Linked DNA regions of Sus scrofa: region 1 is linked to region 2. Evidence: chromatin contacts called from public Hi-C data. All regions are on one chromosome and are shown on one strand. The core of a region is the stretch at or near the end of the contact, and the rest is flanking DNA. Distances in the headings are between cores, read along the strand shown.

Region 1 (5,525 bases), core at 2,909-5,408, 1.2 Mb after region 2:
TCTGTTTCCATTTTGTTATATTCACTGGTTTATTTTTTAGATTACACTTTTAAGTGATATCATACAGTGTTACTTTCTCTGACTTTTTTCACTAAGAATAATATCCTACAAGTCTATCCTTGTTGTTGCAAATGGCAAAATTTCATCCTTTTTTATGGCTGAGTAGTATTCCAGGGTGTATGTGTGTCTCACATCTTCTTTATCCATTCATCTGTTGATGGACACTTTAGATTGTTTCCATATCCTGGCTATTACAGATAATGTTGCTATGAACATTGGAGTGCATATATATTTTCCAATTAGTATTTTGGGTTTTTTTGGATGTATACCCTGGAATAAAATTGCTGACTCATGTGGTAGTTCTATTTTTATATTTTTGAGAAATTTTCATACTATTTTCCACAGTGGCTGCACCAGATTACATCCCTACTAACAGTAAAAGAGGGTTCTCTAGAGAAAAAAAAAAAAAAGATGTTTTAATAGTTAAGTCCAATTGGTGGCCTTAGGAGCTGGATTGAAATGAGAAAAGTCATTAGTCCGAGCTTTGTCTCTAGTTCATTGTGTAACTTAGAGTAAGTCAATTTCCTTCTCTTTTTTTTAAAAATTATTTTTATTTTTTCCATTATAGTTGGTTTACAGTGTTCTGTCAATTCCTACTGTACAGAAAAGTGACCCAGCCACACATATATGTACATTCTTTTTCTCACAGTATCCTCCATCATTTTCCATCATAAGTGACTATAGAGAGTTCCCTGTGCTATATAGCAGGATCTCATTGCTTATCTCATTTCTTTTTTGGTTAAATGTAAGAGTTGGACTAGATGAGATATAACAAGTACATGCCACCCTCACTCACCCACCCAAAGCCCATGCAGACATTACTAATCAATCATAGCACCCTTTCCTTATAAGCAGGACACAATACATTACTTCAGGCAACTGGCAGAAGTAGACTACAGCTGGCATGTGAAGTAAATAAAATCTATTTACCATCCCTGAGCTAGATTGACCAGTTTCGACATTGTACAATCCATGAGGGAAAAAAGCACCAAAGCAGAAATTAGGAAACCTGGGACCAGTTAGCACCTGGCCATGAGTTTTTGGTGCCATTGAGAAAGTTTCATGAAATCTGAGACCCTGTTTCCTCATCTGTAAATGGAAAGTAACAGTTTTATTCTACTTATTTTCAAGATCTTTGTGAAGATGAAAGTTAAAATGAAAAACATATAAAAGAGCTTTCTAAACTGGAAGTCCTCTAATAACTGTAGTACACCACCATTTATTAAGCCCTATGCTAATTACCTTAGATTTATTTCTCGTCTCCTTTGATTCTTACATCACCCCTGTAAAGTCGGGTTTCTGGCACATTCGTAACCAAAGATCTTATTAACACATTGTGAACTCCTCCAGAACAGGACTGCTTAATCCATGTCTTCGTCCCAATGCTCAACCTGGAGCCCTGGGTAGTCAATAAATATTTATTGATTTTATGTGATTCTCTGGAGGAAATTGTGCAGCTCCTGAAAGAGCAATTAGGGTCACATCTTAGAAGATGAACTATAACAGTTAGAATGCATTGGGCTGACCTAACAATGATTTCTAGTCCTACGGATGGATGGGGACTTTCACCTCATGGTCCCAAGATGGCTGCTGCAGCTCTAGACCTAGTAAGTTTCCAAAGTAAGAAACCCTGGCGTGGGAGTTCCCGTCGTGGCGCAGTGGTTAACGAATCCGACTAGGAACCATGAGGTTGCGGGTTCGGTCCCTGCCCTTGCTCAGTGGGTTAACAATCCGGCGTTGCCGTGAACTGTGGTGTAGGTTGCAGACGCGGCTCGGATCCAGCGTTGCTGTGGCTCTGGCATAGGCTACAGCTCCGATTCGACCCCTAGCCTGGGAACCTCCATATGCCGCAGGAGCGGCCCAAGAAATAGCAAAAAGACCAAAAAAAATAATTAAAAAAAAAAAAGAAAGAAACCCAGGCGTGGCTAAGACAGTGAAAGAGAGCTCTCATTGAGTACCTACATTCTTTTATCAGGACTCTTGCCCCTGCTGACTTTTCCTTTTGACACATGGGGTCACATGATAGTCTGAAAATCTGAGTATCTGGGAATAAAGCAAGGGAGGAAGTGGTTAGAAATGGCCATAAATATAAATAAATGAGGGGGGAAAAAAAGAAAAGAAATGGCCATTAGGTAGCCAAACAGTAATGTCTATCTTTGGGAGTATTTCAGGTATTCCTCATGTATGAGTTTCATATTGCTGCTATTACAAATTACCATAAATATAGTAGTTAACACAATTTTATTATCTTACAGTTCTAGAAGTCAGAAACCCAAAATGGATTTTACTAGGCTAAAAATCAAAATGTCAGCAGGTTTGTGTTCTTTTTGGAAACTCTAGTGGAAAACCTGTTTCCAGCTTCTACAGGCTCCCTTTATCCCATGACTTGTGGCCTCCTCCTCTAGCTTCAGTGCCAGTAACAAAGCATCTTCAAACCCTCTCTGACTCTGGCTCTACTTCCATCCTCACATGCCCTTCTGCATCCCCTTCCAGCTTTTGCAGACTCATGTGAGTACACTGCATCCCCGCCTCCCGCCCCCGGGAGAGCCCAGAATCATCTCCGCACCTTGAGATCATTAACAATCACATCTGCAAGGTCCCTTCTGCCAGGTAACATAACACAGTCATAGGTTCTGGGAATGAGGACGTGGACACCTTTGGGGACCTATTATTCAGACCGCCCAACCTCACATGATGCCTGGCAAACCTTCTCTTCCTGCTTCTGCAGAAAGGCTAAAAGCAAAACAAAGTTTCAGACTCACCAGAAACTTCATACATCTGCTTGCTTAACCATCAATGGTTAGCATTCAAAAGAGCCACAGATAAGGCCAGTTCAGGTCCATCTCCCAAGTTCTCCAAGTTCAAGAGGAGATATACAAATTTCAAAACAAAAAGAAATGCCTTTCTTGGGTTGAGGCGACTATTACTTCATAGACTATCCAATAGCACCTCCCAGTGCCAAGAAGCAGGAAGAGGGAAAAAGGGCTACTATTTGGTGAAGAATCAGAGTATTTAGCCAGAATCAAGAGGCCCAAGTGGCCAGACCCCAGCCCCAGAGATTCAGATGTAAGTGATCCGAGGCTGGATCCAGGTGTGAGAAGCTTTTTAGAGACCCCAAGTGACTGTGGGCAGCTGGACCCACTGAGTTCAGCAAAGCAATAAGCATGGTCTGAAAGCCTACCAGGCCCTAGAGCTTTCAAAAGAAATATAAGGCTCCTCTGCTCAAAGTGCTTTCAGTCTTGGAGTTCCCGTGGTGGCGCAGTGGTTAACGAATCCGACTAGGAACCATGAGGTTGTGGGTTCGGTCCCTGCCCTTGCTCAGTGGGTTAACGATCCGGCGTTGCCGTGAGCTGTGGTGTAGGTTGCAGACGCGGCTTGGATCCCGCATTGCTGTGGCTCTGGCGGAGGCCGGTGGCTACGGCTCCGATTGGACCCCTAGCCTGGGAACCTCCATATGCCATAGGAGCGGCCCAAGAAATAGCAAAAAAAAAAAAAAAAAAGTGCTTTCAGTGTTGATAGACTACGAGAGCTGGAAGAGACACTGGTCACAACTAACAACTGTGTGGCTTAGGACAAATCACCTAACCTCTCTGTGCCAGATTCTTCATCTATAAAATGAAGATAATAATAGTCCCTGCCTTATGGGGTTGTTGGAGAGTTAAATGATAAAATTCACATGAGGCACTTAGTATGGTGCCTCATACAAAATAAGCACACCACGAGGGTCAGGGCTTCCTAGCAAGTTCTGAGGCTAGCAATTCCACGGCCCACATGCTGCAACTCCCCTGTCTCACAAAGCAGGTACCCCTGATTGATTTGAAGGCTCTTTTCTCTCTTCTACTGTACAAAGCTTCTGAATTCTTCTCCATCTAGTTCTCCATTTAAGACGAGGATTAAATTTGCCATGCCAACCTCCCCTGCATTTTTCATTTAAGGAAACTGAGGCCCAGGAGGACTGAGCTCATTGGATAAGCACTGCAGAGCTGAGAGGGTCCAAATCTTCCAGCCTAGCTCCGTGCATGCGGCTTTCAGCAGGCACCAGCTTGCTGGGCCCCACCTCAGCCACAGCTCTTTGCCCTCGCAGGCTCCTTCAGTCCCAGCGCCTGGCTATTCTTGTCCTCTCCGCCTGCTGCCACCTGGGTGTCTGCGGTGGCAGCATGACCTCAAAGTCCCTTTGTGGGCCAGATGCCGGATGTGACATTGTAAGAACTCACATCCAGAGATTAAAATCACTCCCACTAGAAGTTCCTGCTGTGATGCAGGGGGTTAAGGACGGACCCGGTGTTATTTCTGCAGTGGCTGGGGTTGCTGCTGAGACGCGGAGTTCCAGGGTTCCACCCCTGGCCAGGAACTTCCATATACTGTGGGTGCAGGGGAAAAAAAAAAAAAAAAACACTCCCACTAGTAAAGCCCTGACACCTGCCTTCCTGCCTTTCGCTAACTGCTTGATTGTCTCTGATGTATCTCAGATGGCCCATCCTGTCAGGCAGGGATTTTTAATCCCTATTATAAAGACGAAAGAAACAGAGACTGAGAGAAGTTTGGTATCTAACCCAAGGTAAGGTTGTTAAAAGGCAGAAAAGGACTCAAACTCAGGTCTGAGGGGGACAAGCTTAAGCATCGCAGCCCATCTTTCAGCTTTACACATCCATAACTTCATGAAGCAGACCCAGCACACTGTCGGGCTCCTACATTCCAGGCTCTCCTCCATTAAAACGTTTACTAAATTACCTCGGATGCTGTCCTGTCCCGTTTATGGATCTCGCCCGTAACACTGACCTCCTTCAGCCCCGACTCCCTGGCACAAACACACATGCAGACACACATACTTTCTCTACCAGCTGTATCCCACTCAGCCTCCAGTGGTATGCTTATAGTTCCCTCCTCCTCCAGGCTTTCTGCCTAGACTGCAAGGTGTCCCTGCTCTACGCACCCATCTCAACCTGTGTTTCCCTTGTCTCGGCACCTGTCGAACTGTATAGTGTATGTTCTCTAATTACGCAATGAATCAGCAAGTCTTCGTTATACGTGAGAATTAAAGAACACTGACAAATACTGTACAGTGTCACCTGCATGTGTCATCTAAAATAGACTCAAAGTAACAGAGTAGGATGGTGGTTACCAGAGAGTTACCCTGGCCAAAGGGTATCAGCTTTCAGTTACAAGATGAGTGTGACCCGGGACCTGATGTATAGCCTAGTGATGATAAGACAGAGCTGGTAGATAGTTCATAATGTTGTATTGTATATTGGACATTTTCCGAGGGTATAGTTCAAGTGTTCTCACCACACGCACACACACACACAATGGCAACTCTGTGAGGGGATGGATATGTCACTCCATCAGCTTGACGGGAGCAATCATGTCACAATGTATATGTATATGGAAACATTGGGCTGTACACCTTACATATATAAAATTTTTATTTGTCAATTACACCTCAAAAAGGCTGGTAGGAGGAAAGT
Region 2 (5,162 bases), core at 1,874-4,373:
AATGGAAGCCCAGCCCCTGCCCTCACCACTCATTGATCTTAGAGGTTTAATACCAGAGAAGGGCATCCAGATGCCACTCAGAGTACACGGGGAGGTGTTCGAATCACCCAGGAAACTTTCTGGGGTGAGTTGTAGAGAATCCAGCCCACACTGATGTGGACAGTAAAGAGGGTTTATTGGTTCCCCGTAACTGAAAGGTTGAAAGGGGGTGAGGCTTTAGATGTGGTCTTGTCAGGGCTCCAGCTTTGTGGTCCTATGTTTCCCCGGCTGGTCTTCCTCCCACAGGCCAGCACGCTCCTCACACTGGTTTCCCGCAAGGTCACAAGGTGGCTGCCTGCAGACTCGGGGGCTGTGCTTTTTCATTCATGTTCTGGGAAGAGAGAGTGAGAGCAAGGAAGAGAACAGAATTTTACTCCCTACCACCTCAAACAGTATTCAGGTCTGTGTTAATGGCCTCTCCTGGTACCGTGCCCAGTCTCTGCAGCCCAATGTCCATGACCAAGAGAACGCAAGGCCTCAATGACCAAGTCCTGCAGCAGGGCCAAAGGGATACTCCTGGGATTGACAGAACCCAAGGGAAGATGGGTGGGCAGGATGGAAGCTGGGAAGTAGCAGCAATACCCACCGCCATGGAAAGATTTGCAGCAGAAGGCTGATATAGCCTGATTTACATTTGAAAGATTACTCTACACTGCGGGAGGGAAAAAGAGGAAACAGGGAGACCCCCTTCCAAGCTACTCCAGAGAGAGATGAAAGTGGCTGGGCCCAGGGCAGGAGGCCAGGGAGACCCAAGCAAAAAAGAATAGGTTTGACTCCGTCTCTGTCACTTAGCAGCTGACGATGGCCAAGGTATGTGCTTTAACTTCCTGCCATCATTTTTCAAATTCATAACAAGGTTGCATTAATTTTTAGCTTTCGGGATTAGAGAGATACATTGGACCAGCCACAAAGAAGGTCCTCAGTAAGTGGCGTTATTGGTATTAATGTCCAAACTCCTTAGGTTGACATACATATCCCTTCATGTTTTGGACTCAACTCTGGGTAGCGGAAGGGGGGAGGGCCTCCTGGGTTCCGCTGACACAAGAGCTCTGCCCATCATGTGGTGGAACCTTCCAAGATAGGGAAAAGTTATCCTAGAGCCAGTCATGACACTTCTGTTTTGCTCCCAGGGGATTTTGTCTTTATCAGCTAATGTCCACATTTTGACCAGCACAGCGGGTGGTTTGTCATGTTTTCAGCCCACAAATATTGACAGAAGAATGAGAGTTGGCTCAGTACAGTTTTATGAGTAAGAAACAAACCGTCTTGCTCAAATTTCCAGGAATTTTTCTCCTGAACTGAGTTACAAAGTGTTTTTTTTTGCCATTCCCCAAAGCCAGTGTCCTGAGCCCAGGAAAGCCCCCTGCTTATGGCTGTCGCTCCAGAGTGCTTTCACCAAAATCAATGGGTTGAGTGTTTTCCCTGAGATTGATAATTTTGCGGAATAAAATAGAGTCTCAGTCTTCGAGGGAGATACGAATTCCTGGCTGAGAGTGAGCCCATATGTAATGGGGGGCTGTAGAACACGTATGTTGGGGGAATTAGAGGGGGCTGCACTATCTAATTTTAGTTAGGTTTCAACTGGGTGGGGAAAACCTATGAGTTTGGGGATTAGACTGACCTGAGTTTGCATCTCCTCTCTGCCATGCATTAGATGTGAGATTGTTTGTTCATTTAAACCAGGCCAGACAGTGGGGATAAAAATTACTAAACCCGCCTCTAAGAATGACTGTCTTTTTTCTTTTTTTTTTTCTTTTTTTTTGCTTTTTAGGGCCGCACCTGCAGCATATGGATGTTCCCAGGCTAGGGGTCGAATCAGAGCTGCAGCTGCCAGCCTACACCACAGTCACAGCCATGTGGAATCCAAACTGCATCTGTGACCTACACCACAGCTCACAGCAATACTGGATTCTTAATCCACTGAGCCAGGCCAGGGATCGAACCTGCCACCTCATGTTTCCTAGTTGGATTCGTTTCTGCTCCGCCATGACGGGAGCTCCTGAAATATGTTGGTGACCCGTATCTTTGGGAGTATCAAGGCGACCATCGCCGTCCACCGCCATGTGTCAAGACCTCACCTACCTTGCTGGGGGTTTAAGCAGGTCAATTGCCATCTTTACCAGGAAGCCTTCCAGGGGTGGCCCTCCTTCTCCAGCAGAACTAATAGCCCTCGTTATCTGCTTATCTTTGCCTATTCGCGAGTCTGTTTTGCCCACTTGGCCTGGAAGTTCCTTGAGAGCACAGACAGTGTTCTTACCCCGGCGTCATGGTCAGTGCCCGGCTAAGGATGGTTGACTCATTAAAAATTGGATGACTAAAGATTGCAAGAAGATCATGGTTGCCATGACAGAATCTATTTTGACAGAATGTGTGTGAAGGCTCAGTTGTTGTCCATTATGCCAAATACTTTGTCCTTCTTTACACCAAACATGTTTTTTTTTCCTCTTGTCCTGTGAAATCGTAGTTTCTGTTTGTGTCCCCTCTTCTCCCTATGGACCCAAGACTGCACTGCAGTGTCCTCCTTGTACGTATTCCATGTGATTCTTTCTTAGCTGCGGTTAGCTTGGGCCTTTGGACAAATTACATGTTTCTCCTAGCTTGGCTTTAATCATCACAACCTTAAATCCTCATCAAACTCTCTGCCCTATCTCAAACCAGTGCTTAAAGGACACTCTTACCCTTAGAAGAAATGGTATAATTTTCATAAACATGGGTCATTTCCCCCTTGCACCGATGTCAGATACGAAACCACCACTTAACAAGACATACCAGAAATGCAGAATGTCTGAACAAAGTCTGTGGACAATAGCATTTTTTTGGGTCCTTTTTTTATAGTTCTGTGAGATTGCTCTCCCAAAATATTCCTAATGTTTTATTTACTTTAGTTTGGATTTATTTTAGGAGAAAGTTTCCTGAATCTGAGTCTTAGGATGTGATTTTTATCCTGTCACATCCTGGTGAGTTGTTTGGAGGCTTGTTTGAATGGGCTCTGGCTCTTCCAGGGAGCTCCTGGCGCTGAGCAAGAGGCTGGAGGATGTCAATTCCCAGGGGCAGGACAAAGCCAGAGATGACAAACCACCCGCTTGGGTGGAAGCCCTCCCCAAAGGAAGGCCCACGTCCCGCACACGACGGACAATGCAGGAGTGAACCCAGCTCAGGCTTTATCAATTATCTATTCCGGAGACTGGTGTGGCTCAAAGTTTCCAATGTCTGAGTGATTTGTGAATATTAGGAATTCAGACATTGGATGATTAAAACCGCCAGTGCTGGGAATTTTCTCATTTCAGGAAATTTTGGTGGTGAGGCATGCTGGAATCTCACCAGCAGGCAGACCGAAGGGAAGTCCAGACTGGGGGTGGGAATGGGACTGTGGGAACTTGACCAGGAGCCAGTGCTGGGACTTGGCTTTCTCCTCGACAGCTGAGTTGCCGTCCGCTTCCCTGAGCCTCAGTTTTTGCACTGGCCAAACGGGATGGTAATGGTACCCACCTCACAGGAGTGTGCTAAGAATTAAATTCAATGCTGCCATACAGTGAAGGCTGGGGCCATGCAAGCTCCATGAGTTTCCACAGGAGTGAGGTGGACAGACGTGCGGCCCAGGGTAGGTGGGTCCAGTTTGAGGACAGGTGGTGGTTGGTGGTCCATCTAAGCCAGAACCTGGAGTTCAAGGGATCCAGGGAAGGTGCTGACTAAGGTCAAACAGGCTGTCAGAATCACCAGGCTCAGGGCAGGGCTTTAACCCAAAATGATCCCTGAAGAATTGCTCATGTAGCTCCAGGTTGATCCCAGAGAGTATCAAGCATCGGCTCTCAAAGTATGATCTGAAGGCCCTGGAGGAAATGGAGACACTTTCAGGGGTCCATGAGATCCAAATCATTTTTAGATCACTACTGAGATTTTATTCGTCTTTTTTTTTTTTGCTGAGATAGTTCTTGAACTGATGGTGTAAAGGCAATATCGGGTGATACTTCTGGTACTTCGGTATGGATCAAGGTGATGGTACTACACTTGAGTTGTAATCATTGGTTACTCACTGCTACATGAGCAGGTAAAAAAAGAAAAAATAACCAGTTTCACTTAAGAATATTCCTGATGAAGCAGTAAAAATGGTCAAAATTTATTAAATTTCAACCCTGGAGTGCCTGTCTTTTCAATGTTTTGTGTGATGAAATGAGATGCATAAAGCATTTGTGCCACCTGCAAAGCACAATGGAAGCCTTGGGAAAAGCTCTGGTGATTATTTGGGTTGGGAGCCGAACCAGCCATTTTTCTTATGAAACACCATTTTCCCTTGAAAGAATGACTGATACAGTCATTGTGGTTTTTTCAGACTTAGGTAGTTGGTGGATTTTTTTTTTTTTTTAATGATGAAGTCAGAGTTGCCACTTCAAGGAAAACAAATAATAATTGTTGCCAATGATAAAATTTGCGTATTTACATGAAAAGTGAGAATTTTTTCTTTTTTTTTTCTTTTTTGTTTTTTGGGGGCCACACCTGTGGCATATGGAAGTTCCCAGGCTAGGGGTCAAATCAGAGCTGCAGCTGCCAGCCTACACCACAGCCACAGCAATGCCAGATCCAAGCTGTGTCTGCGACCTACACCATAGCTCACAGCAACACCAGATCCTTAACCCAGTGGGGGAGCCAGGGATCAAATCCGCATCCTCATGGATACTAATCAGATTCGCTAATGGCTGAGCCACGATGGGAACTCTGACAAGTGAGAATTTTGGAAAATTTGAATTCTCCACTGTGGACTGTCAGATCCCACACTATATGCACCCTTTAAGAAAGAGCCACTTGTCAAATTTGGGTATAGGATCAAAGAAGAATCACCATAATGACCTGAATAGGTTAAGATAGTCCTCTTTTTTCTATGTCCTTGTGAGGCCAAATTTCTTTGTATATTTCAATGGTTGAGATCTTAAACAAGGAGACCATCAGACTGAGATGGTTCTGATGCCTTAGCAGCCTATGCAAGCAAACACAAACCTAAGGTATGAATGTATCAAATTTAAGAAATCAAAACCCAAGGACAGGAGTTCCCATCATGGCTCAGTGGTGTCTGACTAGTATCCATGAGGATGTGGGTTCGATCCCTGGCCTCTCTCAGTGGGTTAAGG

What was found. A called contact is a pair of places that touch in the nucleus more often than the background predicts.
Region 1: a contact with region 2 is called in a Hi-C map of heart right ventricle, with 8 times the contacts expected there. The contact joins two enhancer-like sites. A contact is called at or near these places in 4 of 47 Hi-C or Micro-C datasets (embryonic fibroblasts, heart right ventricle, retroperitoneal adipose tissue and 1 more).

The regions. Positions count from the first base shown.
Region 1 is chr6:157,159,588-157,165,112 of Sscrofa11.1, forward strand. No RefSeq gene overlaps it. Among named protein-coding and RNA genes, the nearest start is that of USP24, 58 kb to the right of the region's middle. Within about 2 kb of position 4,159, at least 10 of the 83 cell types and tissues checked have an H3K27ac peak or open chromatin away from gene starts, as enhancers often do.
Region 2 is chr6:155,967,543-155,972,704 of Sscrofa11.1, forward strand. No RefSeq gene overlaps it. Among named protein-coding and RNA genes, the nearest start is that of PLPP3, 170 kb to the left of the region's middle. Within about 2 kb of position 3,124, at least 10 of the 83 cell types and tissues checked have an H3K27ac peak or open chromatin away from gene starts, as enhancers often do.